Linked DNA regions of Mus musculus: regions 1, 2, 3, 4, 5 and 6 are each linked to region 7. Evidence: chromatin contacts called from public HiChIP or PLAC-seq, Micro-C and promoter capture Hi-C data. All regions are on one chromosome and are shown on one strand. The core of a region is the stretch at or near the end of the contact, and the rest is flanking DNA. Distances in the headings are between cores, read along the strand shown.

The links. Promoter capture Hi-C pulls out the DNA fragments that hold promoters and counts their contacts. A called contact is a pair of places that touch in the nucleus more often than the background predicts. HiChIP or PLAC-seq counts read pairs in DNA pulled down with a chosen protein or histone mark.
Region 1: a contact with region 7 is called in a promoter capture Hi-C map of pre-B cells, with 2.7 times the contacts expected there. The contact joins the promoter of 4921531C22Rik here to the promoter of Gmeb2 in region 7.
Region 2: a contact with region 7 is called in a promoter capture Hi-C map of pre-B cells, with 2.1 times the contacts expected there. The contact joins the promoter of Cables2 here to the promoter of Gmeb2 in region 7. A contact is called at or near these places in 4 of 39 promoter capture datasets (the 3T3-L1 cell line, cranial neural crest, fetal liver and 1 more) and 1 of 115 datasets of contacts at active chromatin or transcription factors (large pre-B cells).
Region 3: a contact with region 7 is called in a promoter capture Hi-C map of liver, with 4 times the contacts expected there. The contact joins the promoter of Rps21 here to the promoter of Gmeb2 in region 7. A contact is called at or near these places in 2 of 39 promoter capture datasets (liver and pre-B cells), 1 of 484 Hi-C or Micro-C datasets (B cells) and 1 of 115 datasets of contacts at active chromatin or transcription factors (astrocytes).
Region 4: a promoter capture Hi-C map of pre-B cells shows a contact between it and region 7, with 3 times the contacts expected there. The contact joins the promoter of Lsm14b here to the promoter of Gmeb2 in region 7. A contact is called at or near these places in 2 of 39 promoter capture datasets (embryonic stem cells and pre-B cells) and 1 of 9 other capture datasets (adipose tissue).
Region 5: a contact with region 7 is called in a Micro-C map of embryonic stem cells, with 3 times the contacts expected there. The contact joins the promoter of Osbpl2 here to the promoter of Gmeb2 in region 7. A contact is called at or near these places in 1 of 484 Hi-C or Micro-C datasets (embryonic stem cells) and 2 of 9 other capture datasets (adipose tissue and liver).
Region 6: a FOXA1 HiChIP or PLAC-seq map of pancreatic cancer cells shows a contact between it and region 7. The contact joins the promoter of Adrm1 here to the promoter of Gmeb2 in region 7. A contact is called at or near these places in 2 of 39 promoter capture datasets (cranial neural crest and pre-B cells) and 1 of 115 datasets of contacts at active chromatin or transcription factors (pancreatic cancer cells).

The regions. Positions count from the first base shown.
Region 1 is chr2:179,974,263-179,978,147 of GRCm38.p6, reverse strand. It overlaps 4921531C22Rik (RIKEN cDNA 4921531C22 gene), which reads right to left and starts at 1,295. Exons shown (of 2, transcript NR_033782.1): 1 at 956-1,295; 2 at 1-699. It overlaps Taf4 (TATA-box binding protein associated factor 4), which reads left to right and starts at 1,502. Exons shown (of 15, transcript NM_001081092.1): 1 at 1,502-2,735. The coding sequence starts at 1,502.
Region 2 is chr2:180,272,130-180,275,773 of GRCm38.p6, reverse strand. It overlaps Cables2 (CDK5 and Abl enzyme substrate 2), which reads left to right and starts at 2,309. Exons shown (of 10, transcript NM_145851.2): 1 at 2,309-2,674. The coding sequence starts at 2,319. It also overlaps a transcript of Rbbp8nl not described here.
Region 3 is chr2:180,255,224-180,259,140 of GRCm38.p6, reverse strand. Rps21 (ribosomal protein S21) reads right to left here and starts at 1,762. Exons shown (of 6, transcript NM_025587.2): 1 at 1,694-1,762; 2 at 1,458-1,520; 3 at 1,290-1,353; 4 at 1,084-1,155; 5 at 856-911; 6 at 697-763. The coding sequence starts at 1,507. The coding sequence ends at 754. It overlaps Cables2 (CDK5 and Abl enzyme substrate 2), which reads left to right. Exons shown (of 10, transcript NM_145851.2): 10 at 1-602. Mir3091 (microRNA 3091) reads right to left here and starts at 1,605; the gene lies at 1,530-1,605.
Region 4 is chr2:180,022,856-180,026,915 of GRCm38.p6, reverse strand. Lsm14b (LSM family member 14B) reads right to left here and starts at 1,929. Exons shown (of 10, transcript NM_001372364.1): 1 at 1,604-1,929; 2 at 118-281. The coding sequence starts at 1,730.
Region 5 is chr2:180,117,293-180,120,953 of GRCm38.p6, reverse strand. It overlaps Osbpl2 (oxysterol binding protein-like 2), which reads right to left and starts at 1,648. Exons shown (of 14, transcript NM_144500.4): 1 at 1,485-1,648.
Region 6 is chr2:180,169,442-180,173,112 of GRCm38.p6, reverse strand. Adrm1 (adhesion regulating molecule 1) reads right to left here and starts at 1,525. Exons shown (of 10, transcript NM_019822.3): 1 at 1,425-1,525; 2 at 866-1,079; 3 at 141-257. The coding sequence starts at 1,078. It overlaps Gm29886 (a long non-coding RNA gene), which reads left to right and starts at 1,863. Exons shown (of 4, transcript XR_867152.3): 1 at 1,863-1,947; 2 at 2,330-2,605.
Region 7 is chr2:181,286,289-181,289,800 of GRCm38.p6, reverse strand. Gmeb2 (glucocorticoid modulatory element binding protein 2) reads left to right here and starts at 1,835. Exons shown (of 10, transcript NM_198169.2): 1 at 1,835-1,917.

The DNA of each region.
Region 1 (3,885 bases), core at 46-2,545, 1.3 Mb after region 7:
TTTTATTTACAACTGTGAATTTCTGTTCCTTCTAGTGTGTGTCAAGCCTATACTGGCTTCTAGCACCCAACCTGCTTCCTCATTGTCTCTTTCTTTTTACTGGCTTTCCAAATCTGGAGGCTGATGTTCAAGAACAAAATTTCTGTTATTTAAGGATTCCCAAGCACACTTTGCAAGTGAGGGCACTGTGGGGTTTGTTTGTTTGTTTTGTTTTTTGGCTTCAAGGCGCACAGTTCCTTAGGTAGACTATTGCTTAGAGGACAGCTGGGGTAGGGTGGGGTTTGTATAGTAGTTATATAACTCATTTAGTTTAAAAGGCTGGGACAGGATCAGCACACAGGCTGAGAGTTTATACTCTGCTTTTGAGAGAATAGTTCTCACCTCACCTTTTTGATACAGGGCCCCACAAGACCCCCAGGCTGGCCTCCAACTAAATGCATAACAAAGGTTGAACTCCTTTTCCTCCTGCCTTCATCTTCCGAGTGCATGGAGGGTGTGTGTGGGTAGTAAAAGCTGGTGGGAAGAGTCTCTTTCAAGGCACGAAAGGAAAAAAAAAAAATTACAGTGTCAAATTCCTCATTCCCCAGTGCTGGATCTGTGCAGACCGTGGCAAGTCTCTTCAGAGGTGACGATGATTCTAGGAAGGTCAGTTGCGTTGAGGTCCCCAACAAGCTTTGCCATCTGGAATTTGTTTTCGGCCTTTTCAAAAAAAAAAAAAAAAAAAAGGAAAGACGAAATCCATAGCGATGTCCAATAAGACGGCCTTTTGGTTAAGAAAACACCCAGAAAGAAAGGGGAGAAATGGTAACGAAAATGTTCCTACAAAGTGCCAGCAAGCATCAGTTTAGAGGATTTACAACCAACCCCCCCCTCCCCCACGAGAAAAGTAAATAAAGAACAAATCAGCTTCCGGATGTCCAGCTTCGTCCGGGGTGTGCACGGCCCTCGTACTAACCGCTGTAAGTCAGGGGAGCTGACCCGTCGTGTCCGCGGCGTCCTCTGCGCACCTCTCCGCCCCGAAAGCGCCTTCGTGCCAGGACTCCTGCTCCTCTCTGACCGCCGGGGCCCCGGGAGCGCCCGCGCAGCTGTCACCGCCCGCCCTGGCCGCAGCCATTTTGGAAGGGTGCAGACAAAGGGCGAACCCCGCAGCCGGCTGCCGCGACCCACCCGGCGCCTAGAGCCGCCGCTCTCCCGGCCCCGCTGCCATTCCCACCAGCGCTCCAACAGCCGACCAGCACCCAGCGCCTAGCCTGCTCCCCGGCCTCTGGCGCTCGCAGCCATTGGCCGCGTCTTTTAAGAGCCCGCCGCAGCCAATCGGAGGCCACAGGGGCGCGGGCGTGGGCGGTGCGTGTCGGCGCGCCTGCGCAGTGGGCCGCCCCTCCCCCCTCCCTGCGCGCCGCGCCCCCGCCCGCCCCGCGCACCGCCCCCCGCCCCGCTGGAACCTCCTCCTGCCCAGGCGCGCTCGGCCGAGCGGCGGCGGCGGCGGCGGCGAGGAGGAAAGATGGCGGCGGGCTCGGATCTGCTGGACGAGGTCTTCTTCAACAGCGAGGTGGACGAGAAAGTGGTGAGCGATCTGGTGGGCTCGCTCGAGTCGCAGCTGGCGGCCAGCGCGGCCCACCACCACCACCTCGCGCCGCGCACGCCCGAGCTGCGGGCCGCGGCCGCCGGCGCGCTCGGGAACCATGTTGTGAGCGGCAGCCCGGCCGGAGCCGCGGGCGCAGGGCCGGCCGCCTCCGCCGAGGGCGCGCCCGCAGCGGCGCCGGAGCCGCCCCCCGCAGGTAGAGCGCGGCCGGCGGGTGGGGGCCCGCGGCGCCCGGGCTCCAGCTCACCGCGCCGCTTGCTTGTCCCCGCAGGGCCCGCGCCGGCGCCCGCCAAGCTGAGGCCGCTGCCCGAGGCCAGCGCGGGGCCCTGCCCCGCCGCCGCTGCCGCTGCCGCCGCCACCGCCGCCGCCGTCGCGGGGCCGGATCCCGCCGCCGCCGCCCCACCCGCCGGCCCCGGCGCCTCCAAGCCCGGCCCGCCTGGCCCGCCCGGCCCCGGCGCCGCGCAAACTTTGAATGGGAGCGCCGCGCCGCCCACCGCGCCGCACGCCGCACCTGCTGTCAGCCCGGTCAACAACGGGCCCGCGCCGCCGCCCGCCGCCGGCTCTGTCATCCAGGCGGCCCCCGCGCCCGCCGCGCCCTCGCCGCCCGCCGCGCCCGCGCCCGCCGCGCCCCCGCCGCCCGCGCCCCCAGCGCCTGTCGCGCCAGCCCGGCCGCCCGGGCACCCCGCCGCGCCCGCGCCCCCCGTGTCACCCGCTGCCGCTGCCGCCGCCGCCGCCGCTGCCGCCGCCGCGCAGAACGGGGCCGCTCCTGCCCCCGCCGCGGCCTCCGGGGGCGCCGCGGGGTTGGGCCAGCCGGGCGCGGGCGCGCAGGGGGCCAAGGCCGAGGCGCCCAAGCCCGGACCGGGGCCCGGGCCGGGGCCGGCGGCGGCGGCGGCGGCGGCGGGGGTCGCGGGCGGGGGCGCGGCGGGCAGTGTGCTGCTCGGGCCCGCCATGCCGGGCGCGCTGCCGGGGCCTGCGCCCGGGACCCCCGCGGGGCTGGCGAAGGGTGCGGCCGCGGCGACCCCCAGCCTGCCTCGGACGCCGGCGGCCACCACCGGCGCTATCCGGGCCACGCTGACGCCCACCGTGCTGGCCCCGCGCCTGCCGCAGCCGCCGCAGAACCCGACCAACATCCAGAACTTCCAGCTGCCCCCAGGTGAGTGGCAGCGCGCGGCGGGAGGCCGAGGGCGGGTGCACCAGGCTGCCCTGGCGTTCCAGGAAGTTCTGGGCTGCATTCTGGGACCGTGCCCTAGTCGGGTGGCCCGAGAGGCCGAGGGGCGGCCCCTGCCCAGGTGACCTGCCAGTTTTGAGGGCGTCCCAGTCCTGGAGCTCCCAGATCCCTCGGGGAACTCTGCTGTCCCATTCGGATGCTCTGGGCTACCACCGTATAGCCGAGGGGCCCTTCTCTCTCCTTCCTCAGGTGAGGTCAAGAGAGGGCGAACCGACTACTCACGGGCATGCTAATGAAGTCTGTGGAAGGCGGCATGGGCTTTCCTGTTGCCAGGGAAGCCGGTTGGGGACTCCATGCTGGGAGCAGGCGTTTAGTGGTCATCAGTGCCTGAAAGTGGACCCTGGGTGTTTTTTGTTGTTGCCATCCCTGGAGGTCAGTAGGACACTTAGTGCGTAGGGGTCTGCGGATGCAGGAGATCATGGTGATGTGGATTCTGGGACACAGGAGCTGTCTCGGCTCTTGCAGATTCCACACATGTTCTGACTCTGTTGTCCTCGAATTCCTAAGGGTCCCTTGGGTTTGTCGAGTGGCTCCTTTCCTCGCTTGTAGCCTGCTTTTGTTTGAGAGTCCTCTGCAGGAGTGTTCCCACAGAACCCTGGGCCGGAGCAAGCCCTGTGCGCTCCTCCGGTATTACACGGTGACATGTGCAAGCAGTAGTAGCAGCGCCGCCCGCCCGCCCGCCCGCCGCGGTGGCAGTAGTAGAGAATTAGAAAACATGCTGCTACTGTGTCCTCTCCTGTTTTCTTAAAAGTGGTTTGGGTCACGTTGAAAGACCTACAGCATCTTTAGAATTGGGTTTTGCTGTGGAAGTCAATGAGGATTGGGAAGGCTCATCAAAGGTCCAGAGATACCTGCCCTATCTATGGGGATATAGGACCCAGAAGTGTTTGAGAGGTTGCAGGGGCTGCCATGCTCTGAGGAGGCGCTGGGTGTGACATAAGGCCTAGGAACTGCAGATGTCTCTTGCCACACATCTGGGGTTTGCTGAGAAGTGAGCAGGGTGTGTGTGTGTGTGTGGGGTGGCTGTGTGTGTGTGTGTTTTGTGTGTGAAATTGAAATGCCTTGTTCATTATCT
Region 2 (3,644 bases), core at 1,060-3,559, 1.0 Mb after region 7:
GCACCAGTCAGGGTCCAGTGTGGGGAAATAAGGGAGAAAGAAGCTGCCTTGGGGAGGTCAAGGAAGGTGGCACCTGAAGCTTAGATTTGGGTTTTGAGGGTTGAATAGAAGTGTGCCAAGCAGGCAAAGTTCCTAGCATGCTCTTATAAGCATCTAAATATGTGCCAAAAGGTCAGGGTGAAAGCCAAGGAGAACTCACTTGACCATAACTGAGTGAGGAAGGCTGGAGCTGGCCAAACCAGGTAGAAGGACTACAGCATAAAAGGGAACTGTGGGTATAATTGTAAGAGCCTGAAACTTCCAGAACTGGAGAAACTGTCACTGGGACTGGGTGAGGCCTGGGCTTAACAGAGTACCATTCTCTACTGAGCACACCTGAGAGGCCCGAAGGACAAAATTCCAAGGGACAGCCAGGTGTGTGTGTGTGTGTGTGTGTGTGTGTGTGTGTGTGTGTGTGTGTTCAATCAGTTACAAGATTCTTCAGCTTTTTCAAATTTGAATAAAACACAAGCTGTATGTTTTATCCACTTTGACCTCCTGGTCAGGTTTGGTCTGTGAGGGAAAAAAACCCACAGTACCACACCCAGGAAGAGGCCAAGTTCCTGTTTAAATGTCCCTCAATCACCTCACAGGTTTGTCTGCCAATATTGGGGTCTAGCTCTAGGGCTATGTCCACACTCATGGTACCCTGCCAGGAGCACACCTCCTTGTCATCCCTGTCAGACAGTGGCTTCTGTTAGCCACGATCAATTACCCATCCCAAAGCAGCTTAGTCATACAGCTAGCACCTCATACTACCAGAGACCAAAACTCAGAAAGGTAAGCAGCCTGAGTGTGAAGGACACCACCCCAGGTCAGCAGACACCATGACCCCCTGACAGAAATTACTCTCTCTGGGAGTGCCCACCACTCAATGGACCAAGCCCTGCGTTCTACTAGACAGGAAAACTGTCCACCTTGTCACTGGTTCCTGGCAGGGTAGCTAGGAAAAGGCAGTGGAGAAGAGGGGGGTCAGAACAGAGTAAGGGTAAGCCTACTTGTTCAGGGATGACAGGGAGATGCCATGGATAGAGGGGGGTGTCTGACAGAATCAGCCTGCCTGAGCCTTAAAAGCAGGGAAGGAACTGGCAGTATGAACTCCTATAGGTAACACTACCGATGGCTTCTCCCAAGGAAAGAAGCCACTTCCCAGGGATCTCTCTCCCTCAACCAACTCCACTCCAGCACCCATTTTAAGCAGCCACAGGACCAGAGCAGGCAGTGACCATAGACCAAAAAGAACATTGGGGAGATTTTCCTTTGTGTTTCTTCAATGATCCATCAAACACTTTAAAGACAAGAAGTCGCCGGGCAGTGGTGACGCATGCCTTTAATCCCAGCACTTGGGAGGTAGAGGCAGGCAGATTTCTGAGTTCGAGGCCAGGCTGGTCTACACTATACAGAGAAACCCTGACTTGAAAAACAAAACAAAAGAAAGATAAGAAGTCCACATAGGTTGGGAGCTGGAAAGAGCAGGTGATGGTAGGGTGAAGACTCTGTACAGGGAAGGGCCGACATACACACACGGTACTGAGCCAGAAGGGTTTGTATACTCGAGTCCTGGACATCCTCCACGAAGGAAACTGAAACTCCAGTATCATGCAGACTCAAGACCACGTCCATGAGGCAACTGAGATGTCAGCTGCCCTCAGACCATAGACGGGTGTCTTCAGCAGTCAGTGAGGAGGCCAGGCGGCACAGCCCGGAAGTTACAGGCTCTGGTGGAACATGGATGGATACCTGCCCAGAAGAACCCCAGGGCTGAGGGAACACCCCGGAGCAAGTGACCACAACAGGCCCGCACCCTGAGTCTGCAGCCCATAATGAACATTCGCTGAAGGGTGCCCTGTACACCGAGTCCTGGACGGGAGAACAGGACACAGGTTCCGTGCACCTACCGACCTTGCCGTGTTTAGCCACGCCAAACCTACAACAGACAGAAGACTCTAGGACTCAGGGGAGCGCCGGGGCAAGCCACATATCGCTAGCCGATCGAAGGGCTCAGAGGAGCCTCATTTGCATGCAGGCGCGCCGCAACCAATGGACAGGGACCGCGGAACTATATTTGCATATGGGCGCGCCGCGGCCAATGGGCGGGAGCGACGGGGTGGTATTTGCATACAGGCGCGCCGCAACCAATAGACAGGAACCGCGGAACTATATTTACATATGGGCGCGCCGCGGCCAATGGGCGGGAGTGACGGGGTGGTATTTGCATGCAAGCGCGCCGCGGCCAATGGGCAGCTGCGCGGCGGCGCGGCGCGGCGGCGCACTCGAGCATGGCCGCGGCTGCGGCGGGAGGAGCCCCGGGTCCGGCCCCCGGCCCCTCCAGGCCCGCGCCGGCCGCCCGGAACCCGCCGGCCGTGCCGCGGAGGCGCGGGGACTCCCGGCGCCGTCAGGCCGCCCTCTTCTTTCTCAACAACATCTCCCTGGACGGACGGCCCCCGAGCCTGGGTCCCGGAGGCGAGAAGCCAGCGCCGCCGCCGCCACCGCCCACCGAGGCCCGCGAGGCGCCCGCGCCGCCGCCCGCTCCACCTGGAGGCCTCCCGGGGCTGCCAGCCAGGCCCGCGCCCCAGGGCCTGCTCAGCCCCACGACGGCGCCCGCCGGCCTTGGCCTGGACGGGCAGCGCCAAAGGTGAGTGGGCTGGACGGGGGCGGCTGCACGCTGGGGTCAGGGTGGTGGCCTAGAGGCCTAACCAGCACTCCGGCTGTGTGACCTATGGCCTTGGCAGCCCGGGGCACCGGTGGTGGTGAGCCAGGTCCCTCCTCCCAGGTTGTGGGGTAGTTGACCTATGGGTTCGGGTAAGCCACAAGCTCGGCAGACCTGGACATGGTTGGGATGAGGTGGGTCCATTCACCCCGCACACAGGTATGGTCACCTGGTACCCATCAACTTAACACTCAGAGGTCTGGGTGAACCGGAATGGTCAGCCCAGGACACAGGGTCAAGATGACCAGCCCAAGATCAAGGTGTCGGGTAATTAGGGAAGAGGGTTCTTCAGCCCATAATGCAGGAGCCAGGGTGGTCCAGGGATCCTTCATTCTGGTACTTGAGGGCCCATCACCGCAGCGTGCAAGAGTCAGAGAGGCTCGCAGTCCCGTCTGTCCTTGACTGGGACTGAGGTGATGTGGCAGCATCAGTCCAGAATACAGGAGATGAGTTTGGGATTAACTGAAGCTGGTCAGCCTCCAGAGGGAAGGGATAGTCCCACTAAAACTGTCAACTTCTGGATATGGGGTCAGCTCTTTACCTTGAAAGTCCCACTAAAGCTGTCAGCTCCTGGATATGGGGTCAGCTCTTTACCTTGAAAGTCCCCTGAATATGGATTTCGGAGTTCCCTTGGTCTAATTGACTCTAGACACATCCCTCCCCTGGCTACCCTACACAGAGACTCACAAACACTTTTTACAGGCTGTGTGCCCAACTCAGCTTGTGGGCCAGGGTCTTACCTACCTGGTCTCATCTCTACTCGGCCTTATACACCTGACCACCTCCCTGCCCTCTGTCCCACACCTGCTGGACTCAGGGTCTGCAACATGTAACTGTTCTGCCTCCCCTGCCTGGATCCTAGGATCCTTCATCCTAGCCCAGGACAGCTCTTATT
Region 3 (3,917 bases), core at 513-3,012, 1.0 Mb after region 7:
AGAGATGCTCGTCCTCAAGCCTGACACCGACCACCTAGGTCTATCGGATCAGTAACAGCTCAGACAGGAGCTCAAAGGATAGTAAATACGTTTTAGCCTGTCCATGCTTATGCTGGTGTAAGCATGCCACGTTCTCAGAGCATCTTTAGGTGCAATAAGTCGTTCCTGCAAACAGGTTATCTTCAGGGCAGCCCCATCATTTTTTTTTTAAATGAACTTAGATATATATGGCTGACTGATGGGATAAATGTTATTTAAGCTTCTAGATGTAGTAAGGTGTATTCATTTTACCAAGCTGGTCTGCTGTTAGTCCTTCCTAAGCTTCGCTAAGAGCTGCTGGTTTGTGGTATTGAGCACTGTTAAAGCCAACCCTTAAACCAAACACGGGCTAAACAGAGTCCTATAGACTGAGTCCAGAAATCTGAGGTATATCCATGGTGTCCAGCTGGACTGTGACCCAATGCCACAGACCTGGTGCTGCACCCGCAGCGCTCAACAGGACACAGCTGTGTCAGACCTCAGAATGTGGTGTATGTCCAGTAGGTTATGAATGGAAGGTGTTAAAATGTTTTTGTTAAAGTAAAACTGGTTTTTGCAACATACTTCCTTGCTTGTCTCCTTTCAGGTAAGTGTGCGGCCCTTTTCTGGTCACAATAAAAACACCAGCCCTACATAGTAAAAACAGCAAAAGCAGACTTAACTGTCACAGGTACTTAAAACTTTTATTTGTAACAAATTCCCGATTTCTTCTGCTCAAAAGTTCCTAACAAAGGGGAAAAAGTAGTATTAAAAGCTGTATCTCTTGGGAAGTCCCAAGCCACTCAACCCCAATGTGAGATTGTCCCCCACACTTACTTTGAGACAATTCCATCAGCCTTAGCCAATCGGAGAATAGAATCATCTGACTCGCCCTTTAAAATTAAAAATAAATACCTGAGTATCCACACAGAGCTGGCTCCCTGCTTAGCAGGCAGAGCATGCACTATTAAGCCCAAAACCATTCCCACAGGAAGAAAAGGACACCACCATCAGAGCTCAGATGTCACATGAACAGTACAAGGCAGACCAGGTGGTAGAACTCACCATCCTGCGAATGGCCCCGCAGATGCCATAGGTTTTAAACTGGCCATTAAACCGGCCTGTGGTCCTATCAACCTGGGTTAAAAAAAAAAAAAAAGAGGTTGGAAGATTCGACCTCACCCCGATGTTAGTAAACACACCAAGAGCCAGGCTGAGGCCTGAGGGCCTCGTAATTCCTTCCCTCAGGAACCGTCAGGTTCCCAGCTCACCTCGGCCACGTTCATCTGGATGGACGCGTGGTCCTTGGCAGCAATGATGCGGTTGCTTGCGGAGCTGGGTAAAGAGATGCACAGTGCGTTTAATAGGTCGCAAAAGAACAGTGGATGAATGGGAGCGGGGAAAGCGGGCGCGAGAATGACGGGCCCGCAGATGCTCACCATTTCCGCGGCACGTACAGGTCCACAAACTCGCCGGCGTCGTTCTGCATCCTGAGGCCGTCCCTGCAGAGTTACCACGCAGGTCTTGAGACTGGTCAGGCCCGCACTCCGAGTCTGCGGGCCCAACCAGACCCATGGCCCGCAAGCACTCTCGGCCATGTGACCGCGACCTCCCCAACTGCGCCCAGCCCGGCCCAGCCCGGCCCCGCTCGCACACAGCCCGCACCGAGGCCTACCTGCTCACTTGTCCAGCGAGAGCGCAGAAAGGAAGTAGCTCGTGCCTCCGCAGCACTATTGGGCAGGAGGGCGGGTCCTCGGTAAGTGCTTCCGGGTCAGGGTACTCGTATCCACCATACCGGAGGCCTGTTTGTGTGTTTTAACTTCCGCTTCCGGTGCAAAGAAAGCCTGGCTCTTTCCGCACAAAGCACAGGCATCGGTCCCTGTCTCCGCCTCCAGCCAAGACATGCCTTCTTCCTCAGGCCCCGCCTCCATTGCGGAGTCCAGCCCCTCCGTCCTCCGCTGGAGAGGTTGGACTTGGCTTGTCTTCCAGCCGCCCTCGAGGCTAGCTTGTCAGAGGGAGCCCAGCCGCTGCTGGATCCCTGACTCCACCGACCTGAGGCGCCGCCAGAGCCTGGGAGGGGAACGAGCGTGGCGGAGGGAGGCGGGAACGGGAAGACCAATCCTCCGAAGAGGAAACTGAGGTTGGATCAAATGAGCTGGACCGCTGGCTTTCCGCTGCACATTCATTCTCTTCAAGAACCCCCTACTCACCCTGCGTCCTTGCCATCCTGCCCCTCCTCGCCCCAGGCCCTGCCCTACTCCTCTGGCTCCAGCCGCCACCCGGTCCACACGCCTAGGGAAGTGAGTCTGGCCTGAGAGTGCACGCCTTTAATCTCAGCATTCGGGATGCCGAGGCAGGTGGATTATCTATTTGAGGCCACTCTGGACTACACTGAGTTCCCGTCTCGAAAAAGGAAAGTTCCCAGACCACAGTCACCATAATGCTCAGTAAGCCTCTTTGTTTACGAGGTCAGAGAGCAGCCCGGACACAAGACTGCCCACGCTGTTGACGACTCTCCTGAGATTACATTTCTCCGTGAGTGAATCCACTGCTCACTCATCTGTAGAACTTTATGCCTGATATCTCTCTGGGACTGGAGCTGCAGTCTGGAGCTGGGACATACACCCAGTTACATGGTCTTGGGGAGAACCTCCCTGCCATGTGCACACTGACTGGTGATCACCTTCCAAGACTGTCTGTCACGGGGTCTGGTGAAACCGAGGCTACACTTTCCTCCTCACACCTGGAAACCAGTAGTCATGTATGCATTAAGAGTTCCCGCGCAGGGCGTGGTGGCGCACGCCTTTAATCCCAGCACTCGGGAGGCAGAGGCAGGCAGATTTCTGAGTTCCAGGCCAGCCTGGTCTACACAGTGAGCTCCAGGACAGCCAGGGCTACACAGAGAAACCCTGTTTTGAAAAAAATAATAAATTCCCGCGCAGCAGGGGTTATCTTTCAGATTAGGCACAGACACCTTACCCAAGCACCTGTTTTCACAGAGAGCTCCTTTAAATGGGGGTGGGGAAGAGGAGTTAAAGTGGCTGTTTTCTACTTGGTCAGAAAAACACAAGCAAATGACCTTGCAGGTGTAACTTTTAATAAGAGAAAAGGGGGGTTCCATGCTAGACCGGGCTGCACAGTGGTGTATTTTGATTGGATAGGACTTTTAATAGCTGGACTTTGGTAGTCAGCCTCACGAGGAGGAAGTGACCATATAAGGGAGTAGAGTTTGGTGGCTAACTTTAAGAATGGAATCTATCGTGGTTTTTTTTTTTTTTTTTTTTTTTTTTTTTTAAGCAAGGCAAAAGGAATGGGCTAGAAGGGCAAGGCTAGCTGGGCGTGGTGGCGCACGCCTTTAATCCCAGCACTCGGGAGGCAGAGGCAGGCGGACAGCCTGCCTGAGTTCGAGGACAGCCTGGTCTACACAGTGAGTTCCAGGACAGCCAGGGCTATACAGAGAAACCCTGTCTCGAAAAACCAAAAAAGAAAAAGAAAAAAGAAAAGAAGTGAGGATACCAGAGCCTCTGACCTTAGGAAAATCACTGTTCATATCATCCATAAGGCATGTGGACAGGGGTGGTTTTAGTTTTGAGATCTGCAGCTGCTCTGGCTGCATCCGTGCATATTGAATTGAACCCTCAAGGCCTCCTTAGTGGCCACAGATGAAGCAGCCGATGTGCCAGGAAGGAGAGCATGGCCAAAAGGAAGCCCCAGAAATCTTAGTAAACTCCACTCTGCAAATTCAGCACTCCTTGAAAGGGCTGGGACTGGAGTCAAGTAGAAAAGCTTAATGCAAATGATGCTAGGCAGAATGTTCAGAAAGGTCTAGCCTGTGGTAACTGCCAAAAACAATGCCCAGAGCCCACCTAACATGGTAAAAGTAAGATTCGCAAGGATCA
Region 4 (4,060 bases), core at 680-3,179, 1.3 Mb after region 7:
AGTGTTCACTAGAGGGCAATTCCTCAAGCTGAATGCTCCAAACAGATGACACCAACTTTCAAGGGGAAACCAGCCTCTCTTGTAAAGGCACAGCCACACAGAAGCGTCGACACTTACCTGAACAATAGCAGGATCCTGAGGGAGTGTATGTTGAGCTTTTGGAGGTTCGCACACAGTAATATCCTTGATATCACTTCCCCGGAAAATGATGTACTCATAAATTTCCTCTCTTGGGGGAGCAGGCCTGTCTGTGGGACGGTCTTCAGTACCAAAGGACCTCACTTAGGGGTTGAGAAAACGACAGTTAACTTGTTGTCCTGGGCCAAGCTTCTGACTACAGAGAGTGCCCTCTGACACAGCACTCTCTTCACAACTAACAGCTACTCGAGCTCGCTGACAATACCTATACAGCACCATGTGGCAAAGACCACAAGGGACAGTAGTTCAGGAATTGACATGAGAATTCCCGTAGAATCCCAAGCTTCACAAAGTTCCCTGATAATCTGTGAAAGCCCTCTGATGGGCAGAGCTCTTTGTAGAACCTCTTTTCTCACATCTGACTTTGCAGATGGACCCTTAGGCCCTCATCACAAGCTGCAGCTGAGGAGATTTTCTGAGGCAAGCACGAAATCTCCCTAGCCCTGGTACAAAGAACAGGCCATGGTTGCTGCAGAAACAAAGGGAACAAATCTCCAAACTCAGACCCCCAACATTAGTTTCTATGTTCATAAGGAAATCCTGGACCCAACGGACCCTCGACAGGATGGATCTAGGAAGGCTAGCACACCTCTCTTTGGCAAGACTCCTGGGCTGAGCTGAATCTGGTGGCAGGCTTTAAGTAGCAAACTCCTATTGTGGACAGGGGCCTACTCTGGGTCTGGTTCTCCAACAGGGGATCTCACGTCAAGTGCAGCATGAAGAGTTCAAGAGAACAAAAAGCCGGAACCCTGAGCCCTTCACTGCAGCACCAGTCTGGGTCTGTGCGCCTCGCTTCAAATAGGAGGTATGGCTAGGGTTTAGGAGAATGGCCCAGGACTGCAGCATGCTGGCTTCAGATTGGCCTCGAACCTCCCATCTGCACCCTCGAGGGTCTAACACGTTAACCCCGGGCGGGCTGCGGCGCTCACGCTTCTGGAGAGCCGAAGGAAACAAGCGCCCCATTTAACGCGGAGAAAGAAGACAAAGAAGCTCTGGGCCCTCACGCTGCCGCGACTAGCGCACCGACTCTGGACTTCTCTCATCAAACCAACCCCTCAAGTGGACAGGGTCGGGAGAGTTCAGAGCAGGACAGCCGCAGTTCAACCGACGCCCTAGCTCGGCGAGAGGCTGCACCGCGACTCGACGGGCGGTGGCTACCAAGGGGTTCCAAGGAGAGCGCGCCGGACCCGGGCCCCCCGCCTCGGCGCGCGTCTCGCCCCGCGAGGGCGTCTCGCAGGTGGGGAGGTCCACGGCTTCAAAGCCGCCCCACCCCCCGACACCGGCAGGATCCTGGTCCGCTCCTCCCACAGCCCCCGCCGAAGCGGGGAACACCATTGTGCGGGCAGGCGCGGGGCGGCGAGCTGTTGGGGCGTCAGTTGGGCGCGCGGCGGCGGCGGGCCGCTACCTTTGGCGAGCGCCACGGTGGAGTTGTCGGTGTCGATGGTGTAGAGGATGCCCTCATAGCGGATCTGCGCCTTGGAGATGAGGCTGATCTTGCTGCCCAGATACGGGGTGCCGGACGAGCCGCTCATGGCGGCGGCCGGGGCGCGCAGGGCGCGGGGGACCAGCGCCGGGCCCCGCCCGCTCCGCTGCCGCGCGGTGGCCTGGCCTCCCACTCCTGCGCAGCTCCGCGCCGCCGCCTCCGAGGCGCCTCCTGCCGCGCCTAGGGGCCTGCGGGCCACGAGCGAACCGGAGAGGGAGCAGAGCGAGGCGCTTAGCCCGAGTCTGAAGGGAGCGGGGGAGGAGCGCCGCCGCAGCCACATCCGGGGCCTCCCGCCACCGCGCGCCGCCCCCGTACGCTCGCAGCCTATTGGCTCCTCGCTGCCGGCTCCCTTTAAATATGGCCGCGCCGCAGGCGGTGGGCGGGGCCGCGCCTGCGCATTTGGAAGCTGCCGGCCGGGGACCTGCCTCTCCGGGTCTTCCCAGCCGGTTCCCGGCGGGCCTCGCTCACCGCTTCGGGGCCTGAGACTGAGCGGGCGGGGCGAAGCGCGCGTGCGCGGGGCAGGCGGGAGGCCACTGTTTGCAAACTCGGGGGCGGGGCGGGGGCTGGACCTGGAAGAGCGCCAGGCTCCTCCCTCCGCGCGTGCCGCTGGCACCCTTCTGGCCCAGGTGTTAATAGGGCGGAGTTGTCAGTCTTCCTTTCTTGTTTGTTGGAGCTGGACCCCGACAGCGCCGGGCCAGGTGCGTCTTCAGTCCCGCTTGCTCCCCGGGGCTAAGGAACCGGCAGGCGGGTGCTGCTCAGTTCTGCAGCGCTCACGGCGGGGGCGACCCTGAAATAGAAAGTGCAGGGGGAGCTCGGGGCAGCCCTGCGCTCCCAAGCCTGATATCCCTAAAATAAGCCCTGACTGTTTTGGGTGACTCCCGCCCGCGTGCGCGCGTCCTCAGACTGCGGCCCAAAGCCCAGCCCGCAGTATAAAATTGGGAGATTTCCCCCTAAATCGCTTCCCATTCTTGCGTTGCTGACTCCGCATCATGCATAGCGGGTAACTTTGTATGTATGAGCGCATGCTAATTTACAGTTAGTCTCCACCATCAGATTAGAGCCCAATATTAGTTACTATGAGAAATTTGGTGGCGATTGGCATTTTATAAACGTGAAATAGAATGAAAGAGGAGATAAGGGAACATCCCATATAGTGAAAACAAGTACTGTTTTGTGAAACAATTTCTCTTAAATGTGAGCCATAAAACGTACTTCTTACTGTAGTGACATCAACTTACCACCACTGCCGGAGGATGCTGGGAATAGTTGTGAACAATTTTAAATTTTAATATTTTCTTATTCGGTGCATGTGCATGTGTGTCCGTGTGTGCATATGTCACAACATGTGTAGAGGCCAGAGGACAGTTAGGAGTTCTCTGCTTCCTGGAAGCATATGGGTCCCGGAAATGGGTATTCAGGGGGTCACACTTAGCAGCAAATGCATTTACCCGCTGAGCCATCTTGCTGAGCCTGTTTTTTGTTTTGTTTTTTTGTTTTTTGTTTTCTTTTAGTTTTAGTTTTAGTTGTGACAGGGGTCTGTCTTACTCTTAGCTCAGGTTGGCGGGGAACTGACTGTGCAGCCCAAACTGGTCTCTAACCTCCTGCCTCAGTCTTCTGATGTGCCAAAATTTTGAGAATGAGCCACCACACTAGACACCCATAGTGGGACGACTTCCCCCAGTTTACAGAAGCAGAAACAAGCATAGTATGTGGGTGAATTGCTGGTGAGCCTGAAGAGTCCTTTGAGATGTTAGTCTGGGCCTCAAACGCCATGCATCTTTTCCACACCACTCCTCCGTGCCCCACACACAACTTTGTGAGACCCACTGAGTCGCCTCCATCACCGAGCAGCAGAGAAGGCAGAAAAGCCTGTTTGATCAACTATAACTCAGCCATATTTCCCACACCAGGGTCTTGACTCAGGAAAACTGAGGCAACCCTGTTGGGAAGAGGTCTTCTGGTCTGGGGCATCCAGGCTGTCACTACAGCATGGCCGTGCACAGTCATTCAGGTTGTACTTGATGGAGGGTTTAGGGGCGGGGGGGGGGGGGGAAGGGGTGAGGACCTGTGAGCACCTCAGTGACCTGGATGCAGAGCCCTCTATGTAGCCCCTACTTTTCAAGGCTTCGTGGGTCGGAGGCGCGTGGGTTGGAGGCGTGTCCTCAGTTAACAGAGGCTGATTCTTCCTGAGTCCTACAACTTGAGATGGAGGAAGGGGGTTCAGCTCCCAGTGGCCTCAAAGTGCCTGCCAGGCTCCTGATCTGCAACTGGGTGGTTCCCTGGGGACACTAGGCACAGTGTAGATGGCCACACAGTGCAGAGGCTAAAAATACACACACTGCCCAGGTCTAGGAATACACGCTCTGCCATTCATTTCTG
Region 5 (3,661 bases), core at 399-2,898, 1.2 Mb after region 7:
ATGAGTGTAAAGAACACACAAACTGGTATCCAATACTAAATGATCAGCCCTGGAAGCATATAAGTACAAGTAACATTACACAAACTGAGCAGGTACAACTCATGCATTTAAGGATACATAATACATACACACATATACATATGTAACAATAATCCAAAAAGTAGAGGCCACAGAAGAGAGCAGAGGAACTACTAGGGGATTGGAGGAAATGATGTAATTATATTACAATATCAAAAAGTAAAGCTGGGGATAAAGAGGCTGCTTTCTTATCTCAACGGGCATAAGGCCATGCTCATCCTTACCAACAACAAAAAAAAAAAAAAAAAAAAAAAGAGAGAGAGAAAAAGGAAGTCTGGGTTTCGGTACCTTTGTTACTTAATTTGCTACTAGGTGCTCTGAAGTAAGCTACTTGAGCTCTCTTTTCCTTGGGAATAAAGGTAATGTTAGTGACTGCTGTAAGACTCATGCTTCTAATGATCTAGAGCAAATAATTGCTCAAAATTAGCGTCCCCTGAGATAAGAGTTGTTATTACCAGACAGTACCTGGGGCAAACAGGAAGGTAGATTCTATGGAGGACATGCAGCCACCCATTTCCTCATTGTCACCCTTTAGTTGGCACCATCAGAGGCAATGGGAGGCGACGGACAATGTGTCCACTCAAATGTTCCTGTTTCCTTACTCACATCAGTGAACTAACACTTTGGAGCACCTGTTGCTTGTCAGAGCCCACTGCAGACGACTGACCCATATGTATCTCTTACTGGTACACCAGATGTCACATGCCACAAGCAAGAAGTGAAGGTGGGAGAGATGACAGGTGACAGTTAGCAGGGTCCAGGCTCTCTGCAGAAAGGGTCAGCAGTTCCCCATCCCTGAGGCTCCCACTCAGGAGCTGTCCCATCAACATCTCTGACAATATGGAGCCTAGCCTACACGAAGGCCTCCTCCGAGTGTGTGCAGAGCCCCACAGAACCACTGATCCAGATGTGCAAAGGCCGACCCACAAGAACATAACTCAAAAGCTTGTCCAACTCTCAAGACTGAGGCGCCCCACTCGGCCGCAGCGTCTCGGAGGAGCAAGGGGGACAGAGCGCCGCCGCCGGTGCCTCCGCCTCCACGCGGGGCCCACCAACCGCACTCAGCGCGGACAGCCCTGGCTGCCTCGCTGGTGCAGGTCTGAAGGCGCGCTCCGACTCTGCTGTGGAGACATAGGCCCTCGGACCTGAGGCCACGCGGGCACCAAGTTCCCCGCGCGCCCCGAGGGGATGCGCGGCTCGCCCAGCAAAGGGAGAACGCCGGAGTCCCTCGCGTGCGACCGCGGACCTCGCTGGAGCCCCACGGGGCCCCGTCCCTCCCGCGGTCGTCCACACTCCCGGCGGCCTAGCGCCGCGACTCTCCAGCCCGAGCCCAGCCGCGGCCTAGGTGGCAAATGGGCCTCCCCGAGACCCGTCCCCGCGCGCCCGCCCCGCTGCAGCCCACTCACCCGAACGCGGTCCCCGCGGAGTCGCCGACCCCACGGCCGCCCCGCCCCCGACCGCAGCCGGCAACCCTCTGACACCCAAGCGGAAGTGCGGCCCGCGCCTCTCCGACCTACAGCCCGCCGTGCTGCTCGCCGCTCGCCGCGCCCCGCGCCGTCCGTCAGCCGCCGCCTGGCCAATCAACGCTCGGCCCGCAGGCCGCGCCGGGGGCGGAACCATGCCGATCACGTTCTCCGGACAGCTTCTCCCTCGGCCCTATCATAATCCGGCTCACACGGGGGAGTGGCGGCGCGCCCAGCCAATCACCCCTTGGAGAAGGTGGGTTTATGCAGATACTGGAGCTAGAAGGAAGGGGAGGCAGGAGGAAGGGGAGTGACCTTGGGAGAGGCTAGTTTACAAACAGTGAGTCAGGTGGCTGGGCGTGAACGATCCCAGGCTGGCGCTGGGCTAGACCCACCCTTTGGCTCCCGACCCCGCAGACGCTTCTCACGGTTGCTGGGGTATGAACAAATGGCAAATGTGGCCGCCGGCCTTTGCGCGCCAATCGTGACTTAACATACCCTGGGGCCAGTTTACCCCTCCAGTGGCCTCCCTGGCCGGTTCATCCTGTTTAACACCCTTAGGCGCCCTGTGGTCTGCAGTGGCTCCTGGTTAAACTCAGAATCTCTGGGGACACGCCTGCAGCCTGTTTGGCCTCAGAAAAGCTATCTGACCTCTCTGAACACTCAGTTTTCTCTGTAGCCAGGGTTCCCCAGCCTCCTCATCACATTGGAATGTGGGGTCTGGTTTGAGAAAGGTGAAGTGACATGAATCAAGATGGCTACTGACTTGCATAGGACTTTGCAGGGCACAGGAATTGCAAAGGTATGGGACTTGTGGTCCGATCCTAGCCAGGAGGTTCAGCTCAGTGTCAAACCTGAGGGAAGCAAGTTAGATGTCTCTTGTCTTTCACAAACCTACCCAGAAGCAAGTGAGGTGAGGGCCGCTATAGGTCGTTTGAAAGCAGGAAACCAAGGAGGAACCAAGTCCCCCAGGTCATCCAGGGCCAGCTGCACCTGACATCAGTCCAAGGCTTTCCAGTTACTTGAGTAATTACTTGGGTTTTTTGCTAAGCCAGTCTGAGGCTTTAGCAAAGGGGTTCTAAATGCCCCCCATGAACCTTCTTCAGCACATAATGAAGGATTCTTCTCCAAGGCCACACTTCTTCCTCCAGTAAGGTGGTGCTCACACTCACACACAGGTCCGTGTCGTGTCCCGTCCCCCCCCCCCCCCGCCTCTGTGGCCCACTCTGCAGATACTCAAGTCCTCTGCAAACACGGAGTGGCCCAGCAGACCCTGTCTGCCTCTCTAGCTCCCACCCCAGGGACAGCCTGGCTTTCTGGTGGCCCCTTCTCACTGGCGCAGGAGAGACGTGCTGGGACTGGAAAAGAGCCCCCTGCACGCTCAGCTCCTAAAGAGAGAGACAGAGGGAGGCGGGCCAGGCTTCCGAAACAAAGGCGTTGCCATGGTTACCTCTGAAGAAAGCAACTCCAGCCCGCTGAGGGCTGATGGAAGGGTGCGGCAGCTGGCCCCCCAGCCAGGACAAGGACAGCTAGCCGGTTGCCACGGAGATAGTCAGACTGACCAGGTTCTGCAGTTTTTCTGGGGGCCTGGCCAAGACTAGCTCAGAAACCCACCACCACCCACACCCTTACCTAAATCTCCAAGATCAGCCCCTCTCCAAGAGACAAGCCTCAGAGGGACACAGCTTACCTAACCTGTTTTTGGACTTTGAGCTACAGGGCCCTGCCATCTGGGCAGAATAACCACCCAGGTTGGGCTGGGCATCCCTACTCAAGCTGTGTAGTAGATGGGCTGACCCTGGGGCCGGGGTGGCATTCCAACCACCTGTCTTCCAGCTGTGGCTGAGGAGAGCCTTGAGTTCCTCACTTCCGCTTTTACCTCTAGGTAAAAGGTGAGCTGACAGGTACCTAACACTGCTCCTGGCTCTCTGCCCCCTTTAGGAGCTGCTGCCACCTTTCAGCAGCCTCAGGTGCAGGGCTGGGTGGCTCAGCATCCCTGTCAGTAGGGGAGGGGCTCTCTCCATCTTCGCCGAGTGGCAATGTCCTCTAGGATGGACTAGTAGGGTGTAGAAAGAGGAAGAGTTGGCTCTGCGCCCGGCCATGACAGTGCAGATAGTGAT
Region 6 (3,671 bases), core at 276-2,775, 1.1 Mb after region 7:
CTCCGGTGCCTAACCACCAGCTAGCCACCGTGGTAGGAACGCAGCCAGACCAGGCCCTCCAGGTCAGCACCTTCTAATGTGGGGAAAGTAACCCCAAGTGAATCACAAGGAAAGACAGAGTAGACCACTCTCCTGCTTACCTGCATCCAGAAGAAGAGCCGCTTGGACCCTGCCTTAAACTTGAGCACGTAGACCCTCCCACTGGGGCACTGAGGTACCCGCTTGAACTCACAGTCATCAGGAAAGATAATCAAGTCCTGGCGACACAAGGAGGACAGTCAGACGACAGATAGACAGAGGCACACAAGTGTGTACCACCAAGGCTTAGGTCCCTGAATATTTGCTGGACCCCAATAACAGGGTGGAGTCAAGAAGTCTCAGACCCCAGTGAAGACAAACAGAAGAGGGCCCAGACTGGAGGAATAGAAAAAGTGCTCTCTGAGGACCAGACGACTTAACAGAAACATTCTGGAACTGTGTTCCAAGAAGTAAAAGGTCAACCAACTCTGGCTAGCTGCTCCTAAGTGTAACAAAGAACAATGTACTTTGGGAGACAAAGAGCCCCAAGGAAAGCAGCCTCTTCAGAGCGCTAAACTACCCGAGGCTGTGGTGAGGGTCATATCTGCACACTCCTCCACAAGACTGGAAGTTTAAGGCCAGGGCTGAGGCCACCAGCCCACCCTATCACCCTGTCAGCAGGCTGTCTCTGCTAAAACCTTAAGAACCATGGTCACCACGGGGTGCATGGCTTCACAGAGTGACTGGAGCACTCTGCCAACCTTGGGACCCCTACACTAATCTATGGAAGATGAAGCCATATTCCCTGCTCTTGCCCCGCTGGCCTGTTCTGGCTACAGGCACTCACATCCTCCACGGTCCCAGAGGTCCTGTCTTTCCAACAGAAGTGAATAAGGGAGTCGTCCGTCTGCTGGATGTACACGAGACCTTTCCGTTTATCTGGGGTGACCGTAGTTCCTTTTAATGACATTTTTCCTGCCCGGAACTCCACCAAATATTTGGTAGAAGACCCCCGAGAGCCGGGCACCAGGCTTGGGAACAGAGCGCCTGAAGTCGTCATCCTGAAAAAACAGAGCGAGGCCCGTCGTTCCGCGTCGCGTGCTCAATGTCCCACCCATACGCCGGTCGGCCCGCGACTGCCCGGGAGCGGGAGCGCGCCAGGCTGCGCAAGGCCAGGGCTGTGCGCAGGGCCGAGCGCAGCCCCGCGGAGCCCCTGCTCCCGCGACGTCACTGCCCGCCCGTGCGGAGGGAGCCTCGCTGCGTCCGGCCCCGGCGCGTCTGGGGCACCGGCGGCCGGCCCGGACTGACTCGGCCCCCCGGCTGCTGCCGCGTCCCGTCCTCCCGCCGCTCGACCCAGCCTGGAGCCGCGTGCGCCTAAGCCGCCGCTGCCGCCACCGGGCCCCTACCTGGCGGTGCTCACACTCGGCCTAGGGGCACCGTCCGGGCTCGCTCTTCCTCCTCGGCGCCTGCCGGGCCTCGCCGGAAGCCCGTGCTTGGCCCGCCCCGCCGCCGCTCTCGCCGCGGATTGAGTTCCGTCAGCCGCGCGGCCGGCCCCGACCAGGTCCCGATTGGCCCTGGTCACCGTCCATCGCATCCGGCCCGCCTCCGCGCCGGCGGCCTGTTTCCGGCGGAAGCGCGGGCCAGAGCGGCCCCTATTGTTGCTGTGTCATAGGGGAGCGGCGGTGGCCCCTGGCGGCAGCGCTGGGAACAGCGCCCCGGCCTCCACGACTCGCAGAAAGGGCCCCCGCGGGGCGGCGCTGCAGAGGTCGAGACCAGGGTGATGGGCACCGGACCGTACACCAACGTGCTCGTGGGGTTGAGCTGTGACACGTACCCTGGGACGGATGTCCGCTGTTACCCATCTAGTTCTGAATGGACCTGTCTCTCTCCACACCGCAGGGAGACAGCCTGTCTGATTTGCATTATTGGGTGAGCGAGGTGTCAGGGCCCAAGACATAAAATAGTCACATGGTTTAAAAGGTAGGAGGTAGTCTCTTGACACGAGAGCGAGGAAAGTGTCAGCTTCATGTCACTTTGTGCTAATTTGACATACATTATAGGAAAGTACAAGCGGCTGCTCAGGATGGGGGAGTGGAGGTGGGGTGGAGAAGGTAGCATGGGGTTGCTCAATGCTGTAAGAACAAGTTCACAGAGCACCGCGGATGGGTGGGGTCTAAGGGCTGCTTGTAGCTAGTCAGGTAGGGTGCCACCACCTTCCTGTAGGGCAGAGGTGCTCGCAGAATGTAAAGCCCAAGAGTCCTCACAGTTTCTTTTACACACCACTTCCATTTCTTTGCTTCCTCTATGACAGCTTTAAGGCCCCAGGCCCACCCTCCAGCCCTCTCCAGGGCCAAGCAGTGCTGAATTCTCTGGCATGCTCCACAAGTTACCATCTGTGTATATGTGAAACGTGTGCGGTCTTTTTCTGAAACAAAGGTGAAAAGTAGTTTTTCTCACTTACTACTGTCTGACGCCGACACCAACGTGTTCCAGGCCAGCCTGAGCTGGAGGGAGTCCCGCCTCTAAGATGCATTTCTGTCGCCACTGTGGCTCACTCGCTTTAGTTCCTGCTTGGAATTCTGATGCAGTAAGTTCTACATGCTTGCGTCTGTCATCTTTTTGTTGGACTCTGTCCTGTGTAGTTTCCTTTTTTTAAAAGTGTGTGTCACCCATGTGGCAGTCTAAGCACAACATTCAGTAACTTGCTTCTTTACACTCTGGGTTCCTGTGATCAGACTTGGGTTACCAGACTTGCCTGGCAAACAATGTTACCTGTTGAGTCATCTCGCTGGCCCAGTTTCCAGCTTTACTACAAAAACCTTTGAATTTCGTTAGGTGTGGTGGCTCATGCCTGATAATCCCAGCCCTGAAAAGGCTGAGGCAGGAGAACTGCCAAGTGTTCAAGACCAATTTAAAAGATTTAATTGGGACTGGGGAAATGCTTCCGTGGTTAAAAGCACTGGCAGCTCTTGCAGAGGCCCCCAGGTCTGATTTCCAGCACCCATATGGCAGCTCACAACTGTCTGGAACCTCAGTTCCATGAGACCGGATGCCCTCTTCTGGCCTGTGTGAGCACCAGGCACACACACACATTGTATAGACATGCATGTAGGCAAAACACACATAAAATGTTTTAAGTCATTCTTTAAAGATTTAATTAATTTGGGAGCAGTTTGGAAAATAGAGCTGTCACTTCACTGTTATGTTCATAAACTGAAAGTTTATCTTTGCTTGTTGTCATGCTGGCTATCCAACCCAGGGCCGAAACATTCCTGGTTAATTGCTTCACCCCCACCTGGGTGTGGTGGTGCACACCTTTAATTCCAGCACTCGGAGGCAGAGGCAGGCGGATCTCTTGAGTTGGAGGCTAGCCTGATCTACAGAGTGAGTTCTAGGACAGCCAGGGCTACACAGAGAAACCCTGTCTCGTAAACTCCCCCCAAAAAAGTGCTTCACCCCCAAGTCACATTTCCAGCTCGATTTTGTAATTGGTTTTCATCTTATGTGTATGGGTGTTTTGCCTGAGTGTACATATGTACATGCTGGGTGCCTGCAAAGTCCAGAAGAGGGCTATCTGGGATCCTTAAGACTGAAGTTATAGACACATGTAAGTCACCATGTGGGTGCTGAGAACCTTAATGGGATGATGCAGC
Region 7 (3,512 bases), core at 586-3,085:
AAATAACCACCTAGTAGGTGTCTTATAAATAATCCAGATTACCACTCACAGTTCTGAAGGCTGGCAATCCAAGGTCATGGCATGTTCAGTACACAGAGAGGACTGCTTCCTACCTCAGACATAGCACCGTGCCTGTCACCTCCTAGATCCCCTGCTTTCTGCTACTATCTCCTTAGGCAGTGGGAACTCACTCACTTAGGGGTGGCGGGCACACAGCAATACCAGCTGATGACACCACCTATTCCTTCCACAGATACGGCTCTGCACTGATGAGGGTTGCCTACAGTAGAACTAATCTCAGGCACTGGCAATCAGAATCTGTAATTCTGAGCAGGCTGGGGAAGCTGATTTTTTACATCTGCTAGACTCAAGCTGGGAGAGCTTATGCATGCCTCCAACGATGGTGGTGGTCTTCTACATTCTTCAGCTTCCCTGAACAAATGCTCAGACTGGCCACCAGCTCTTCTCTAGCCAGACCATTTGATCTCATTAGCATTTATTTTTGCAATGACAAACTCACATAACCAAAACAAACAGCAATGACAAAGACTTCCTCATCTCCTTCAGAGTGAAAGTGCAAGTCTCTTATTTACAGTGTTAATTACGTGAAAATGTTGCTTGTTAGTTTCCCATTCTAGCTGCCACCCTGTTAACAGTGAACTCTTGTTCCCGTCCAAGCAGACATCCATTTCTACTCTAAGGATTCTAAGATGGGCAGAGCAGGGATCCTGAAGCCCTTAATTCTAGTGATCACATTCTGAGAGCTGGCTTGGCACTTAGAATTGGCTGTCTTCAGCTGCTTGAAAGCAAGGGGTGGTGGGGAAGGTAAGGGTTTTACTGCCAAGACTACAATGTCTAACAGGGTGCCCAGGCTCCACCAGGGCCAAGATAAACAAGTCTCATTTTGACAGGACCTGATGTTACCTTTGAACCACACAAGAACTGCTTGTCTTTGGCTTTCAACTGTAAGGAACTTAATAAATGTTGGTTACCTTAAATACGCGACCTTCCCTACAAGTTAGAAAAATAAAAGAAATTCTTCGGGCACCCAAGGCCCTCCATGAGACTTTTATGGCTCCAAGATACTTAAGACACTTAACTTTTTGTCTTATTTATTTATTTATTTTCAGAGCTGAGGTCCAAACCCAGGGCCTTGTGCTTGCCAGGCAAGCGCTCTACCACTGAGCTAAATCCCCAACCCCGACACTTAACTTTTAAATTTCATTTAAAACTTTAAATAATGGGCCGGGCATGGTGATACACACTTTAATCTCAGAACTCGGGGCTCTTTGAGTTCCAAGTCAGTCTGATCTACATAGCGAGTCCGTTTAAAAAAAAAAAAGTTTAAATCATGTTGGACTACCCGCTGCAATGTCAGTTGGTCAACTTCGTGAAAACACCGCTCCGCACTGAGTAGTTTGAAAAAGCAAATTCGCAATGCCTTCAATTTTAAAAAAAAGAAACACGATTCTGTCAGAAATGGTTAAGAACGTCCGCACATGAGTTTTAGGACAGTGTCACTGCAAGGCCGAGGCTGGGTTGCAAAGCACACACCTGGGATACTCGGTTCCCTAGTGGAGCCCAAACGCCAGGACTACAAACCTCGGCCTGAACCACAGAACACCTAATTGGGCAGGCACGCAGACCACACGCGCAGGCGCACAAGAGTCCTACGGGGGCAGTATCTCACCACACTGTTCGCTTCCGCGCTGGGCGCCAAATAAGTCTCCAGGCCCGCCCGGCCCGTGCGTGCGCGGCCTCGGTGTTGCGTCACTAGGAAGCGCGCGCCCGAGCCGCCGCCGCCGCCGCCGCCGCCGCCGAATCCCCAACAAGGAGCGAAGGCTGCGGCCGCCACCGCCACCACCCGCCGCCGCACCCGTCACAGCCGGGCGCCGGAGCAGGCCCGTGTGGGCCCAGGTAAGCGGCATCGGCGCGCCCGCGCACCCCCGCGGCGAGGCTTCTCGCGCCGCTCACGCGCCGCCGTCCAGTCAGGGGTCCCTGCGGAGCGTCAGGACGTTACGGCGGGGGGAGGGGAGGCCGGGGGAGGGGCGGCGGGCGCGCGAGGGCGGCGGCGGCGTCAGGCGCGGCGGCGTCAGGCTGGCGGGCGGGCGCGGGCGCCTGGCGGGAGGGCTCGCGAAGGCGGCTCGCTTCCGGCCTCCATCTTGGCCTCGCCAGAGGCAGGGTCGGGTCGTCCGTGAAAGCCGAGGCGGAAGGGGCTGGAGGAGTGGGGAGCGGTTAGGCGGGAGTGGTGGTGTTTGGGACCCATCGGTGGGCACCAGATGGGTCGGGTTCCTGAGGGCGGGTGGAAAGATTGGGAACGACTCATGGGTGGGACCCGTATTGCTGAACCCCTGGCTTGGAACTGAATCTAGAGGCCAGGATCATCAGGATAGGTACTTGATATCAGTGGAACCATGTCAGGGTGGACCTGTCAGATGGGAACCACGTTGATGGGGACCCATTTGTAGAACTGTGTGGTTGGAGGGAATTATTTTGAGTGGATAATCTTATTGCTGGGAACCGAATCGGTTGGCCCAGTTTTAGTCACGATTGGTGACATTTTTAGGTATTTAGTTGGTTACTTCACTGCTGAGCCAATGTTCTCTGTCTTGAAAACATTTCAAACCCAACAGTTTCAAATTATCATTCTTAATAAGTTAAAATTAAATCGATAATATGACTACCTGTCTAGTTTGTTTCTTCATAGGAAATATGGAAAGCTTTCTGGGAAGACATCCTGGAGTACACATACATACATACCATTTGGATATAAAATGGAGAGTGCCAAGAACAAACATGTCAGTGTATGTGCGTATGTGACTGAGAAAAACAAACCTAGGCCATAGATTAACCCACTTTGTGACCTACCTGAAAAGATATTTAGGTGTCCCTTCTGTGCCAGGAGACCAACTCATGGAATGGGCCTGCCTTATGGTAAGGTTTACTAGTCCCTACATTTCATCTTCCCTCCTCCCTGCCTTCCTAGACAGTCTTAGTATCTAGACTGAGGCCATAATCCGAGCATGTGGGAAACAGATGCAGATGTTGTTGAAGGTCAGCCTGGTCTACAGAATGAGTTCCAAGACATACAGAATGACAAAAGGAGAGAGGGGAAAAAATATTTAAGACTGACCTGGAACTAACCTAGGACTTTATTTATTTATTTATTTAGAGACAGGGTTTCTCTGTATAGCCCTGGCTGTCCTGGAACTCACTTTGTAGATGAGGCTGTAGATGATGAGAAATCTACCTGCCTCTGGGTAGGACTCATTCTTAATAGCTTGTGATTATTTTGGAAAATGGCCCCTAGTTTCTTCTTGCTTCTTTTTCTTTGTGAAGGTTTCCATGCGATCATCCTTGGTTTTAGTCAGCTTATATTTCTTGGTTTCTTGGGTCTTTGGGTCAGGGTAGTACAGGGATTGGATGTTATTGATGATTAGTAGCCTGGAAGTCAACCTTTACTTTCCTTTGGCCCTTAGGGATCCTCCAGAGACCCAGGTTCCGCCCAGAAC